Regions from separate parts of the Rattus norvegicus genome. Here region 1 is linked to region 2. The links are chromatin contacts, called in public Hi-C maps. All regions are on one chromosome and are shown on one strand. Each heading gives the region's core, a stretch centred on a gene start, on an enhancer-like site or on the middle of the called end of the contact. The rest is flanking DNA. Distances are from core to core; before and after follow the strand shown. Region 1 has its middle 11 kb from the start of Nicn1. Region 2 overlaps Dag1 (dystroglycan 1).

What was found. A called contact is a pair of places that touch in the nucleus more often than the background predicts.
Region 1: a contact with region 2 is called in a Hi-C map of liver, with 6 times the contacts expected there. The contact joins two enhancer-like sites. A contact is called at or near these places in 3 of 12 Hi-C or Micro-C datasets (Schwann cells, liver and mammary epithelial cells) and 1 of 1 datasets of contacts at active chromatin or transcription factors (oligodendrocytes).

What each region holds. Positions count from the first base shown.
Region 1 is chr8:117,840,047-117,847,377 of GRCr8, reverse strand. No RefSeq gene overlaps it. Among named protein-coding and RNA genes, the nearest start is that of Nicn1, 11 kb to the left of the region's middle. Within about 2 kb of position 2,292, at least 35 of the 93 cell types and tissues checked have an H3K27ac peak or open chromatin away from gene starts, as enhancers often do.
Region 2 is chr8:117,764,134-117,771,508 of GRCr8, reverse strand. It overlaps Dag1 (dystroglycan 1), which reads left to right. Exons shown (of 2, transcript NM_053697.1): 2 at 1-1,992. Among named protein-coding and RNA genes, the nearest start is that of Bsn, 13 kb to the right of the region's middle. Within about 2 kb of position 5,053, at least 50 of the 93 cell types and tissues checked have an H3K27ac peak or open chromatin away from gene starts, as enhancers often do.

The sequences.
Region 1 (7,331 bases), core at 1,043-3,542, 79 kb before region 2:
CCAGCATAACCTTTTTTTTTTTTTTCTTTTCTTTTTTTTCGGAGCTGGGGACCGAACCCAGGGCCTTTCGCTTGCTAGGCAAGCGCTCTACCACTGAGCTAAATCCCCAACCCCAACCTTTTTAAAGATTTATTTATTGACACAATCTTCTCTGCATAGCCCTGGCTGCCCTGGAATTCACTATGCAGTCCAGGCTGGCCTCAAACTCACAGAGATCCACCTGCCTTTGCCTCCCAAGTGATGGGGTTAGTGTGTGCCACCATATACGGCCTAAAGATTTATTTTTGAAGTCTGGAGAGATCGCTCCTTGGTTTGGAGTATTAGAATTGGAATTACAGACTGTTGTAAGCTCTCAGGTGAGTGCTGGGGGGGGATGTAGTGGGAACACAGGCCAGCCCTCTGGAAGAGCCAAATGTGTTCTTAATCACCACACCCTCTCTCTAGTCCCTAAATTTAAAAAAATTACACCTCATCCATTCATTCATCCATTCATTTTGTGTGCAAGTACGTGTGAGTATGCATGTGCTGGTGCACATGTGGAGATCAGGGGATAACTTAGGGAGTCAGTTCTCTGCTTCTTTCAAGTCGGTCCTGGGGCTAAAGTGCAGCACCTCAGGCTTATCATGTACCTTTACCTGATCCCTCTTACTGGTCCCCAGGTTTTTGCTATGTTTTAAAATCGTAGGGTGTGTGTGTGTGTGTGTGTGTGTGTGTGTGTGTGTGTGTGTGTGATAAATGTGTGGGGATGCATGCTACAGAGTGTGAACGGAGGTCAGAGTATTTCCTATTTTGCAGACGTGCCTACCAGTCACACAGATGGTGGCCATCCTTCAAGTGAGATTCGTTCTTCCCAACTGTGCCAAGCTGACAACCAAGGACACACAAAGGACAACTTTGTAGTGTGGGTGTTCTCCTTCCACATTTACAAGGGTTTAGGATCAAACCCAGGTCACCAAATCTGTGTAGCCATGTCACTGGATTATAGTTTTAGGGTCCCCCCCCCAATTCATTGTTTTATGTTTATGGTGTTTTGCCTACATGTATGTCTGTGTACCATATACATGATGGGTCCAAGGAGGCCAGATGAGGACATTGAATCTCTTGGAACTGAAGTTAGAGAAAGTTGTAAGCCACCATGTGGTGCCAGGAGTAGAAACAGTCCTCTGGGAGAACCATAAATGCTCTCGACTGATGAGATATCTTTCTAGCCCCACAGAATTATGGGTTTTGAGGCAAGGTCTTATGTAGCTCATGCTGGCTTCAAACTCCTGAGTCCCCTGCTTCTGCCTCTCAAGTGCTGGAATTATAAGCTTGTGCTACCACACCTAGTGCGCTCGCTCTCTCTCTCTCTCTCTCTCTCTCTCTCTCTCTCTCTCCCTCCCCCCTCCCTCCCCCCTCCCTCCCTCCCTCCTTCTCTTCATTTATGATGCTAAGGATTGAACCCACTAGGCACTCTATCCCTAACCTTGGTTTTGTGTGTGTAATATGTGTGATGTGGTGTATGGCATGTGTGTACGGAATATGTATGTATGTGTATGGTATGTATATATGTGTATGCATGTGTGTGTATGGTGTGTGATGTGTGTATGTGTGGTGTATGTGTATTTGTGTGTGTGGTATGGTTTCTGTGTGTGTGTGTGTGTGTGTGTGTGTGTGTGTGTGTGTGTGTAAGAGAGAGAAGAGTCTGTAGTCTGAGCTAGCCTCAAACTTGCTATGCAGCCAATTAACTCTTGAGACAGGGTCTTGCCATGCAGCCTAGACTTGATAATTTGATGCTGTCCTCTTGTCTCAGCTGCCAAGAGCTGGGATTACAGACACAGACCACTGCGCCTCTATCTTCTTATTTCTGCATTTATGTATTTATCTATTTTACAGTGCTAGGGATCTCCAATAGGCGGGTGTGAGGTAACACAGTGGAAAAGTGGAGCAGGCGGCTCCCTTGAGGCTCTCCTAGTCTCGTCCCCGTAGGCTCCGGAGGGCAGTGCAAGTCAGTGGCCAGGAGGAGGCCCTTGACTCATAGCCAGTTGGGGCTGAACCAACATGGAATTTCCCTAACCTCAGGGGCTCTTAAGACTGGAATCCCTACAAGTTAAATATGTAACACACACAAAGACCCTTTTAAATTACAGGCTTACAGGCAAGATAATGTATAGAAAGTTGGGTTTTTTTTTTCCTGTGAAAATTGTCAATAGCTTTTTCATATTATGCAAGTAAAGAGGGCTGGAGGAGGAGCCTGCTCCGATCATGAAATCCCTTCCCAGGCCCTGTCTCCAAACACCACACTGCCTTCCCAAACGTTGGCTGACAGCCCTAGCGTCTCCCTGGGGCTTGCTGTGGAATACTCAGCTGTTCCTACCCTGGTCTCTGTGTGTCTAATCAGGAAGGACAGGAAGCAAGATTCTCTCTAGTTCTCTGGGGCGGGGGAGCTGGGAAAGCTAGGGGCTTGGAGAAGCTTCCTGCAGCTGCTGGGAATAGGAAGCCAAAGGATGCTTGTATGTCCCTGGTTTTCCTGGGACCCATGTCTTGCCATCACAGTCTCAGGGCTCCTCTCCCTCTCCCCCTCCCCTCCCCTTCCCCCTCTCTAGGACAGGGCTTCCAATTTATCCTTGGCTGTCCTGGAATTGTTATGTAGACAAGACTGGCCTCAAACTCACAGAGATCCCCCTGCCACAGCCTGCAGAATGCTGGGATTAAAGTCATGTGCTACCATGCTTGGATCTCTGGGATTTCCATCAAAACAAGCTTTTTTTTTTTTTAAAGATTAATTTATTTTACGTATGAGTACAGTGTCTCTGTCTTCCGATACTCCAGAAGAGGATGTTACAGATGGTTGTGAGCCACCATGTGGTTGCTGGGAATTGAACTCAGGACCTCTGGAAGAGCAGCTAGTGCTTTTAATCACTGAACTGAGCCATCTCTCCAGCCCCAAAACAAGCTTTAAAAAAAAAATTCTTTTTACTTTATGTGCATGTGTATCTGGGCTTGTGCCACTTACTTGCGGTGCCTTGGAAGGCCAGAAGAGGATGCTAGTGGATGCCTGAATTGAACCTGGGTCCTTTGCATGAGCATTAAGTGCTCTTAACCACTGAGCTATTTCTCCAGCCCCTCTGGGTTCCATTTTGGCTTTTACTACCCACACATTCCATTCCCTCATAAGAGAAATCCAGAATGAAGACGACTTTGATTCCAGTCAAGAACCAGCTGGTTATTTTTTTTTATTATTTTTTTCAGATCTGCTGTCCACAAGTTTCGGCAACATCTTGGTTGCCTCATCTGAGGACTGCTTGAGCCATCAGTCACCTTTGCCCCAGTTGTGTCCTTTTGGCTTGGACATGTCCTGTTACTCCTGAACCCCTCCTGGGAATTCACCAAGCTAGCAGGAAATTCAGATTGACCCAAAGGCTCAGCTACTGTGACCTCTCCCCTAGATGGACTCATCCTGGTTTCCTGGGGGTATATTTCCTTATTCAGGAGCAGAAATGCAAACTTCTTAGCTTCCAGGACTGTGACTTTCTCTCTTTCACTTCTTTGCCCTGGGCATTCTCAAGTGACTGACAATGGAGTAAACAGCTTAGTAAATGGCTTTATCACTCCTCCTGTCCTAGTTCCTTGAACACACTCTTTCTTTCCTTTTTATTTGTTTATTTTATTTTATTTTATTTTTTTTGGTTCTTTTTTTTTTCGGAGCTGGGGACCGAACCCAGGGCCTTGCGCTTCCTAGGTAAGTGCTCTACCACTGAGCTAAATCCCCAGCCTGTTTATTTTATGTATGTGAATACAGTCTCTCTATTCCGACACACCAGAAGAGGGCACTGATCTCATTACAGATGGTTGTGAGCCACCATACGGTTGCTGGGAATCGAACCTCTAGAAGAGCAGTCATTGCTCTTAACTACTGAGTCATCTCTCCAGCCCCTCTTTCTCTTTCTTTCTTTCTTTCTTTCTTTCTTTCTTTCTTTCTTCCTTCCTTCCTTCCTTCCATCCTTCCTTCCTTCCTTTCTTCCTTCTTTTTTTTTCCAGAGCTGAGGACTAAACCTAGGACCTTGTGCTTGCTAGGCAATCACTCTACCACTGAGCTAAATCCCCCAACCCCCACCCCCTTTTTTGAGGTAGGATTTCATGCGTCCCCCCCTTCCCACCCCCACCTCTTCTGTTTGTCAGATGAAGTTTCACTATGTGGCCCTGGTTGGCCTGGAACTTTCTGTATAAAACAATGAGATGTGGGGGTGGGCCTGGGGGATGGCTCAGCGGTTAAGAGCACTGACTGTTCTTCCAGTACCTGTATGGCGGCTCACAACTGTCTGTAACTCCAGTTCCAGGGAACCTGACACCTTCACACATGCAGGCAAAACAGCAATGCAAATAAAAAAAGCAAACACAGAATGAGATGAGCCTCAAACTCTTCAACAATTCTATTTCTGCCTTTCTAGGGCTGGGATTATAGGCCTGAGCCACTATTCTTAGTTCTCAAATTATAGGTACTGATCACTTGAAGGCAAATCCTTATAGGCCAGTATAGGACAGGATGAGAACTTAAGTTTATTCTGTTGGCATGTAGAAGTCACAGAGCAAGTATATAGCTTATGGAGTTTGGGCTGTAAAAATGTCAGCCAGGCATTTACAGACATTTCCTTCCAGGCTTCGTGAGACCTCAGTCAACCAAATGCTCGTACCCAGTGCCTCATGCGTTCTAAGAACTTTCTCTACCACTGAGCCATAGCCAGTTCTCTATCCCAGCTTTATTGGGTATATTAGAAACGACAGACTGCCTTGTGGCGGCAGCCAACACTAATCCCAGCACCAAGGAAGAGGCAGGTGGATCTCTGTGAGTTCGATCTACAGAGGGAGTTCCAGGACAGCCAGGGATATGCAGAGAACCCCGTCTCAAACAAAAACAACAACCAAAACAAAAAACAAACAAAAACAAAACAGAAGAAGAAGAAGGGGAGGAGGAGGAAAAGGAAGAAGGAAAAGAAAGGGAGGAGGAGGAGGAAGAGGAGAAGGAGGCAGATGTACGTCTTGACACTTGGGAGCAAATGCAGGCAAACGCCACAAGTTTGAAACTAGCCTGTTCTAGTGAGTTCCAGGCCGAGGCAGAGCAATACAGTTGACTGGCTAACTAAAAAACAAACAAATCAGTCTGGAAAGATGGCTCAGCCCTTAAGAGTATTTACTGTACTTGAAATTGACCTGATTCACTTCCTAGTATCCATGTTGGGCAACCCACAGCCAGCTCCAGGGAGATCTAACTCCCAGGACAGACACAGACACATTCACATGATTACAAATAATAAACTTAAGGCTGGAGAGATAGCCTTGTGCTTTAGAGCACTGACCGCTCTTCGAGAGCACCTGGGTTCAATTCCCAGCAACCACAGGGCAACTCACAACTGTGTCTAATTCGACACCCTTGCACAGACATACATGCTATTCACATGAAACGAAGATAAATTAAAAATCAAAGTTAAATCTGAAACAAACCAACAGAAAGAGAACTCTTAAGGGATAGACCCACCTCTAGGCACTAGTCACAGGATAGGGAGGAAATAGACCTGGGCTCTTCAGTCTGTTTTAGAAATAAACCTTAGACCTCAGAGAGCAATTCGATGCGTGCAAAGTAGGTGTCCGGAGCAGGGACTGTCCAAAAACAGAGACAAGGAACGAGCCGAGAGTGAGATAGGTCAAGTGGCAAAGAATGCCGTGGGCAGAAGGGTCAACATGTGGGAAGCCCTGGGGGAAGCTGGCAGATGCTTGGCATGTTTGCAGAAACTTAGAGGTCCCTTGTGACTCGGGTATCTGAGGAGCCATTGGCTTGCATGGTATGCGAAGGAAAGCGCAAGGAGCCCACTTAGGTGTTGAGTGAAGTGTAGACTGGGCATTCGCGGAGATAGAAAAGGTGGAGGTGGGGGGTGTTAAAGTGCAGAAGAAAGAGAAAGTGACCTGGCAGGCAGGGCGGGGCCAGGGAGGGGGGCAAGGAGGGGGCAGGACTTCTCCTCTGGGGTCTTTGTGGGATATTGTCCTCGGTCAGCTGGAGGTCAGGAAGAACCCTGAGCAGAGAAGGATCATGGGTAGATTTGAGTCTGGAAGGCCACTCTTATTACCACACTGGGGCTGGGTTAGTAGGGTACTGAAAGCTGAGACAAGTACAGGACAGAGCCCCGCAGCGTCTCTCCTCTAGGGGCCATCGTACTTTTCTGTGAGAACTCTTCAGAAGGAAGTCCTGGCCACAAGAAGACTTGAGGGGAGTGCCGCCCGGTAGGGCTGGCACCTCGCTCTGGTGCTGATAAGAGGCAGGCAACCTTGGGCCTTGTGGAGACTGGGAGCAGTCGCAGCTGTTGCTCCTGGCAAGGGTGCAGGCATCCTACAGCTGCGGTAGCTCGTGGGTGCCAGGGTCACCAGGATTTGGGGCCAAGGACATGTGAAAGGAGGGGCCGTTGGTGGGCCAGCAGAGATAAGGCGCGGAAGAGGAAGTCGTCACAGCTCAGCTGGGGGCAGTGCCCCACAAAGATCCAGCTGTTCAGGAACAGCTGCACGGAAAGGGGAGGGGATGGGGATGGGCAGTAACAGGTGACTGCCCTGTGCTGCAGTGTGGGAAAGCACTTGTGGGAAGGAGAGGATGGGGGGACTGGAGAGACCTTAGAATAAAATATATGGGAAGTTCTACATGCCACAGGTCTGCAGCCTTGCTTGGTGGGCACGCTTGTAATTGAAGGGAAGGCAGAGGCAGGAAAATGACTGTAAATTCCAGGCTACCCTGGTCTACACGATGAGTTCCAGGACAGCTAGCCTCTACCTATGTAAATCCTGCCACAATGGATGACAAGTACGGAAGAGGAGGAGCAGGTGAAAAAATAACTAATTAAACTCGTTGGCACACACACACACACACACACACACACACACACACACACACACACAGGAAGTATGAGAACTATTTGAGAGGAATGAGAGGGTAATTTGAAGTGAGTACTGAAATACATATGAAAATGTCACGATGAAACCCATTATTATGTACAATTAATATATGGTAATAAAAAACTTAAAGAAAAGGAAAGAAAAAAAGACCCACAGGGGTCCTCATTCAAATGCAGCTGGAAGCCCTGGGGGACCTAGGGGACAAGGTTACCTTTTCCTATCCCAGGGGCTTTCCCAAAGACAAACATGTTAGGAGGCACCGCCTTCCCAGAACCCCCCTCAGAGTCTTCCTCAATCAACCCCCTGGGTCCACTTCCGCCTCTCCCAGCCTCCCCTTGTTTATTGACTACGCCTTGGTGCTCCTCAAAAGGGAAGCAAACAGACCTTAGGATTCCAAGAGCCCTTAAGAAGCTCTT
Region 2 (7,375 bases), core at 3,804-6,303:
AACACTAACTGTACTGTCTTTTCTATTCACGTGTGTCTAGCTGCAGGATGTAACATGGAAAACAGTAGCTAAAGATTAAATTCAAAGGACTTTCAGAAATTAAGGTTAAGTTTTTACATTTAATCTGCTGTTTACCTAAACTTGTATGTATAATTTTTGGGTGGGTATGGGGAATTGCTTTGCTAAAAATAAGCTCCCAGGGTGTTTCAGACTTAGAGAAGACCAAGGGACAGTATTTTTTATCAAAGGAATCCTATTTTTTCACACTATGTCACCTTGGTTGCTCTGATATCCCAGAGCCTGACTGAGGGCCTCCTGGGCCTGGCTCAGGTGCCGGGCCCTGGTGCTGGCTCTGTTCTCCCGCTATTGCCAGGGGCTGGAAGCTGGAGGGGCCTCTTGGGCCATGGACATCCTGACCTCTACCCCCTGCACGCTAGTGGCCTACCACCAAGGGGGTCTTCATTTCTGTGGGAAAGGGACTCCAAAAGGCATTGGTGGCTGTGGCCTCCAACCTAGGTGCTCCAAGGTGGGCCAGCTGCTCGTAGGGGCACCTGGGAAGGTCGAAGGACTCCACCTCATCAACCTTTCTTTTCCCCTTTCTCTGTGGGTTCAGTTTTGTTTTGTTTTGTTTTTCCTTTCCTCTTAAAAGGAATACCATGGTCTTTGAAACACTCAGTGGGGGACATTTTGGTGAAGATGCAATATTTTTATGTCATGTGATGCTCTTTCCTCACTTGACCTTGGCCACTTTGTCCCAACAGTCCACAGCCCTACCTACCCCATACACCCTGCCCCCTCTTCTCTGGCGCTCCAGTCCTGGGCCTTGGGCCTGAACAACTGGAAAAGGTCTGGTGGCTGGGGAGGAGTGCCAGCAATAGTTCATAGTAAAAATCTGTGGGCTCTCAAAGCTAATTTTTTACTAAAGTTTTTATACAGCCTCAAATTGTTTTATTAAAAAAAAAAGATTAAAAAATGGTGATGCTTAACAGCAGTTTGTACAAGCTCCTAGTGTTGACTCCATGGAACTGATGGCTTTGCTCATTTTGACCCTCCCCGGCCCCTTCTTTTCCTAATGGGTTAAATTCTGGATTACATAGAGGCTTCCTTTGCCTTTTTTAGCAGAACATTGTCCATCTGTCTGCGTCTCTGTCCCATGACTCAGGGGCACCCACTCTGCTTTATTCTCCTCCTTTGGAAGAAACCATTTTGAGCATGCCTTTTCTTGATGTCTGAGTTATTTTGGGTACCTTTTAGGGAGGAATGCCTTTTGCAATAATGTATCCCTTCCCTGATGGAGGGTGGGTGGGTGGACCCAGGCTCCCTTTGCACACGGAGCAGTAACTTCTAAGCCATATCGACTGTTTAGCAGAGGGCGTGCTGTCTCAGGAAGGGAAGCCTGTAGGACAGGAGCATTGCTTCCAAACAGTGGTTCCTTCTGCATTCTCCACAAGGCCTACCCTTCCTGCTCAGCCCCTAGGAGGGTTCTAGGGGAGCAGTGCCCCATGGGGGAGTCTGCCGATGAGTGCTTCATGGATGGCTGGTGACTGGGCCTGATGTCCCAAGAGCAGGGATCTGACCTGATGAAATTATTTCTGGTGACCTCATCAAAAATCAATCAATCAATCCCAGTATTCCAGGTGAGGGCTTTGGAAAGCCTTCCAGATAACTGTTGTTGCTCTTAGCAACACCACCATTGGGCATTGCCATGTAGAGAGGAGGCTGGCCCAGAGTGGCTTGTTGTCATAGCAACTGGAGGCAGTGGGGCAGTGAACAGAATAACAAGAGCAACAATGCCTTTGCAGGCAGCCTCCTCCCTAAGCCCTGAGCTGCCGATGGCCATCAGACTCTGAGACAGAGAGCCAATCTCACATTCAAGTGTTCACCAACCACTGACGTGTCTTTATTTCCTTCTATATGATTTTAAGATGTGTTTTCTGCATTCTGTATAGAAACATATCAAACTAAATAAAAGCAGTGTCTTTATTACAATGCCATTGCCTCTGGCTCTCTATTTCCCTGGCTTCTTATGATTCCTGGATGTGAATGATGGGAGGGTATCAATCACCCTAGAGAGTGGCAGCTCAAGCAACCTCCACAAAAGCTTTCATTTCTGTACTCCAGGAACTTGCCAGTACGCAAGCTTCTTCTAGTGCCCCTTCTGCCTTTGAGTCAGTTAAGACAAATTTTGATCCTCCGTTTCTTCATTTGCAAAGGTAGGCTATGACTGGGAATCTAGTGGGTGGAGTGGAGGGTGATGGGAAAAGTACTGTCACAGAGGGGTAGCCTCTGGGCAGGCCTTCTGGCAGGTCTGATCCTCCTGAAGACTGGGATGGAGGTATGCTGACAGCAGCTCCACTGTGGCTTTTACCCAAAAATACTTTCGGGCTTGGCATTGGCTGGTTGCTTTGTTCTTGAGCTTACAGATTCTGGGTGGCCAGCCCTAAATGGCTGTCAGGATGTAGACAGGCCTTCTGGGAAGAACGAGCATACTCAAGACCAGAGAAGGACGGGTGCTTTCCTGGGACAATGCTTACACGTGGGAAGTAGAGATGCAGCAGTTGTTGCCAGAGGACCATTGCTTACAGAAAAACCGGTGCCTCTTCTGGTTTATCTCTGCTTCTACAAGCTCACCATCAGACTTTGCACCTCACATCTCCTGATGGTCCAACAGTGCTTGGAGTTAGGATATAAATGTGTAGCACCTTGAAAATGGCCAAGGCAAAGCCAGTCTAGGCACAAAGGCCCTGTCTTAAGGTAGACATGGAGGTGCACACCAATAACCCCAGTACTTGGGAGGTGGAGCTAAGAGGATCAGGAGTTCAAGGACAGAGTGAGCTACCTAGTAAGTTTTACCTGGGACTCATGGGACCGTGCCCAAAGACACCATCTCAGAAAAGACTCCTGACAAATGTTCAAAGACACGTGCTTCAGTCAGCCTTCTAGGCCTTGCAGCAGGAAGCCAGAAAATGACCTCACAATTGCTCTCAGTTAAGCTGACCCTCAGAAAGATCAGCTTAAGCTTTAACTCAGGATGATCTGAAGAACAGGAAGAAGAGAAGCTGTAGGGTGCAGAAGGATCCACCTGTTGCTCCGGCTTTGCAGATGATTCAACTGTTGAGCCTGGTAGATGTCTGCTCCCCAGCACTCGAACCAAGTTCTTGGTGGAAGAGAATCTGCATATGTCTTTTTGAGCTAAACAGACGGTGATAGAAGGGGGTTGGGGGCAGGCAGAAGGGTACTAATAGAAACCCGCTTTTCTACTTGGTTTGACTTGGCCACTTCCTAGGATCCTTCTAGCATGGTTCTCCAGTCTGTTATTGCGGTTAGGACAGTGCTATCTCCAAGGGGCTCTAAGATCCGCAGTGAACTGGGGAATGGAGTTGAACTATAGTCAGAGTTGGCCTGCAAAAGAGATAGAGAAAAAGCAGAGGGTCTGAATCTTACCAATCTTGTGTGGACACTACCTTGAGAGCCAGTCTCTGGGCCAGTCATGAGCAACAAGGCTGTTAGCTAGAAGACCTTATGTGCTTATGAATTGTGGCTCATCTGGCATCAGAGGTTCCAAACTATTTGCCAAGATGTAGCTTCTAGTTTGTTTCTCCATATTCCCCCTCCCAAAAAGAAAGCGGCAGGGAGAAGCTCTTCCCTGGTTTCTTTAAAACGTGCAAGGTCCATCTCAAGTACCAGTCTTTCAAAGCTGTTTCAGTCTCAGTATTGCTGTCTTAAAAATCCAAATCAGTCTAGCACAGTAGCACATGCCTGTAATCCTGGTGTGTGTGAAACAGAAGCTCAAGGACAGCCTTGGCTACATAGAAAAATTTGAGATCCATCTCGGCTATACGAGACCTGATGTGACAGGCACGTGCAGCCCAGCACTCGGGAGCCAGAGGTATATGGATCTGAGTTGGAGGCCAGCTTTGTCTGCATGGTGGGTTTCACTCCAGCCAAGACTACCTGGCAAGATCTTGTCTCAAAAGAGGAGGTGGGAAGCAGGAGAGGAGAAGTGGCTCTGTAGTTCAAAGCACTTGCTTTTAGGCCAGAGGGCCCAAGTTCAGTGGCTAACGCCCACATTTCTGGTGGCTTGCAGTCTCCTGGATGCCCTCTTCTGGTCTTTGTGGGCGCACACACTCATGACATACATTTAACATAGACGCACATACATAAATGAAAACAAATCTTTAAAAATTAAAGGGGGAAGATGTCAGATGTGGTAGCACATGCTGTTAAGCCCAGCATTTTGGGAGGCAGGTGATCTCTTTGAGTTCCAGGCCAGCCAGGATCACACAGTCAAGTCCTATCTTAAAAATAAGAAAAAAGTTTACTTTCTTTTTTTTTTTTTGCTTCTTTTTTTTTTCGGAGCTGGGGACCGAACCCAGGGCCTTGCGCTTCCTAGGCAAGCGCTCTACCACTGAGCTAAATCCCCAACCCCAAAAGTTTACTTTCTAAAAAGCGCTCTCTTTGATTCACAGTAGCTAAGGCCCAGAGAAGGCAGACAAGTTGGCCACATTTTTCAAACTAGTGTAAGATAGGTTCCATTCCTAGGTGTGACCCAGGTTTTGTTTGTATTAAGGTTTTAAATAAACCCCCTAATGGTGGAATGGATCTACCACTTCTTTATGAGGACTCTAGAAGATGCAAAGGAGACAGTAGTTTAAAGGAGGGGTGCTGGCCATTCGGGTGGTAGGAGCAACAACTGACACCTAAGCATGAAGACGTGCCCTAAGTTGGCTACCTTCCATTGCCACTTTGCTTGATGGTGACTCGAATTTCATCTGAGACCACGTCTCTGGAGGGTTCTGTAAAGCCCAGGCTTCTAGGCAGGTTCAGGACCAGGGTAAGGATTAGGTCTCAATCTGGTAGTGGTTCCACAAGCAAGCCAAGGGAGCCCCAGGAAGGAATGGGTCAGCTCCGATGTAGCCCCACAAAAGAGAACAATGTCGGCCGACTTCCAGGAGATGGCGCTATAGGACTAAGAGGCCAGCAGTGGGCGGGGCTGAAGAGGTGGGTTGTGGGTGGGAATACGAATGCCGCAGGCGTGCGCGAATAGAGCTGAGGGCAGGAATGACATGAGGGAGGGAGGGGCTAAATTGCGCCAGCATAGTTGGGAGGGGAGGAGCCACCCGGATGTGGGCAGGGCTGAAGCAGAGAGGCAGGCCGAGCGATCCGCTAGGGTTGCTCAGGCTTCACTACCCTGCGGGATTCTGCAGAGACTGTGATCTCGTAATTTGAGGGTGTCATTTACTTGCCCCATTCTCCCTCCTAAAGGGAAGCCTGCGGGGGAATATGGGTGACGTTAAGGCCCTGGCTTTCCCCTCTGGGGTTTGAATTCTGCCTGCAAAGTTTGAATTCTGGTGTATTATAGTCGGGATTCTAACCACCCGTCCTTGCAGGATGGTTTAGTGGGTAAGGGCGCTCTCCTGAATTTGATCCTGTGATCCATACATATGTTGGAAAGAGAACCGACTCCTGCAGGTTGGTTTCTGATTCAAAGTACGAAATGAATAAATGTAGGGTGGGGTGGGAAGACCCCCATTCTTTGCCAGCGCCCCTTTCCTAGCTCTTACTTCAAGACCTGTGTTCCATGGAGTTTAACTTCTACAATTTGGGACTGTTGGATTCTTAGTCTCTCCCTTTTCGATCCTGAGAGCATCCGAAGCAGGGGATGGTCTGATAGGATACTGAGGGAATCTGGGGGAGTCTAGGCTAGCAGTTAGGCACATCTGGTTGTACCTTGGAGTCGTTTTAGTCTGTACTCCTGGGCAAAAGACTCGACCCGAGGAACAAATGGGGATGGAGAACTGGTGACTCATTCTCTTGAGTGGACCTGGATGGAGCGTGGGTGCCCTGAAAGACCAGAGAGTACCTTTTCTCAAATTGTCCAGCTCCAGGCCCACACTGGGGAAGCTGGGGACAAGCTGAGGACAGGTCATCCTTCTTTTACAGTGTCCAAAAATCACTCCCCACATCCCTTAGATACTAAGGGAATCTAAGATACTAAGGTTGAGATTCTAAGGTTGAGAACACACAATGGTGGGTTGACCCTTTGGAGTCAAATGACCTTTTCACAGAGGTCACCTAAGACATTAGAAAACACAGGTATTTGCATCACAATTCACAACAATAGCACAATTACAGTTATAAAGTAGCAGCGAAAATAATTTTATGGTTGGGGGTCACCACAACATGAGGAACTGTATTAAAGGGTCTCAGCTATGGGGAGGTTGAGAACCACCGTAACTCTTAGAACCTCTCCTAAAAAACGTCTTGGGAAAGAGAGGTGAAGCAAAGAGCTAGTCCAGTTGGTGCCAGCAGGAGGTGGGTGGACCTCTGAGGGATGTCTCTGAGAGGAAACTAGCTTTGTTTTGGATGAACTCATCCTCAGGGAGCCCAGGTTGAGATGGGCAGGAACACAGGGGATTCTGAAGTGGGTGTAGACTTGCTAGATGAAGGAACACATGTCCTGTAGTGAATGTTTGTGTGGGAATGTGAGTGTGTGTGTGTGTGTGTGTGTGTGTGTGTGTGTGTGTGTCTTAGGGTTTTACTGATGTGAACAGACACCATGACCAAGGCAACTCTTATTTTTTTTAAGATTTTTTTTTCTTTTTTTTTTTTTTCGGAGCTGGGGACCGAACCCAGGGCCTTGCACTTGCTAGGCAAGCGCTCTACCACTGAGCTAAATCCCCAACCCTAAGATTTATAATATGTAAGTACACCGTTGCTGTCTTTAGACACACCAGAAGAGGGCATCAGATCTCACTACAGATGGTTGTGAGCCACCATGTGGTTGCTGGGAATTGAACTCAGGATCTCAGAAAAGCAACCAGTGCTCTTAACCACTGAGTCATCTCCCCAGCCCCACTAAGGCAACTCTTATAAAGGACAACATTTACTTGGGGCTGGCTTACAGGTTCAGAAGTTCATTCCATTATCATCAAGGCAGGAGCATGGCAGCATCCAGACAGGCATGGTGCAGGAGGAGCTGAGAGTTCTACATCTTGTTCCAAAGGCAGCTAGGAGAAGACTGGCTCCCATGTGGTTAGGAGGAAGGTCTCGTAGCACACCCCACAGTGACACACTTCCTCCAACAAGGCCACACCTACTCCAACAAGGCCACACCTTCTAATAGGGCTACTCCCTGGGCCAAGCATATTCAAATCGCCACAGTGTATTTATATGAGTATGTATATGTGTGTTTGGATGTGTGTGTATGTGAGTGTGTATGAGTGTGTGTGTGTGTGTGTGTTGGGATGAAGTAAGAATACTTCGTTTTCCTGTGTCTAGTGAATACTTAGAGCGAAGGCAGGGGTGTAACTCAGTTGGTAGTGTTTGCCCAGCATGCATGCATTAAACCCTGGGTTCCGTCCCTAGCACTGCG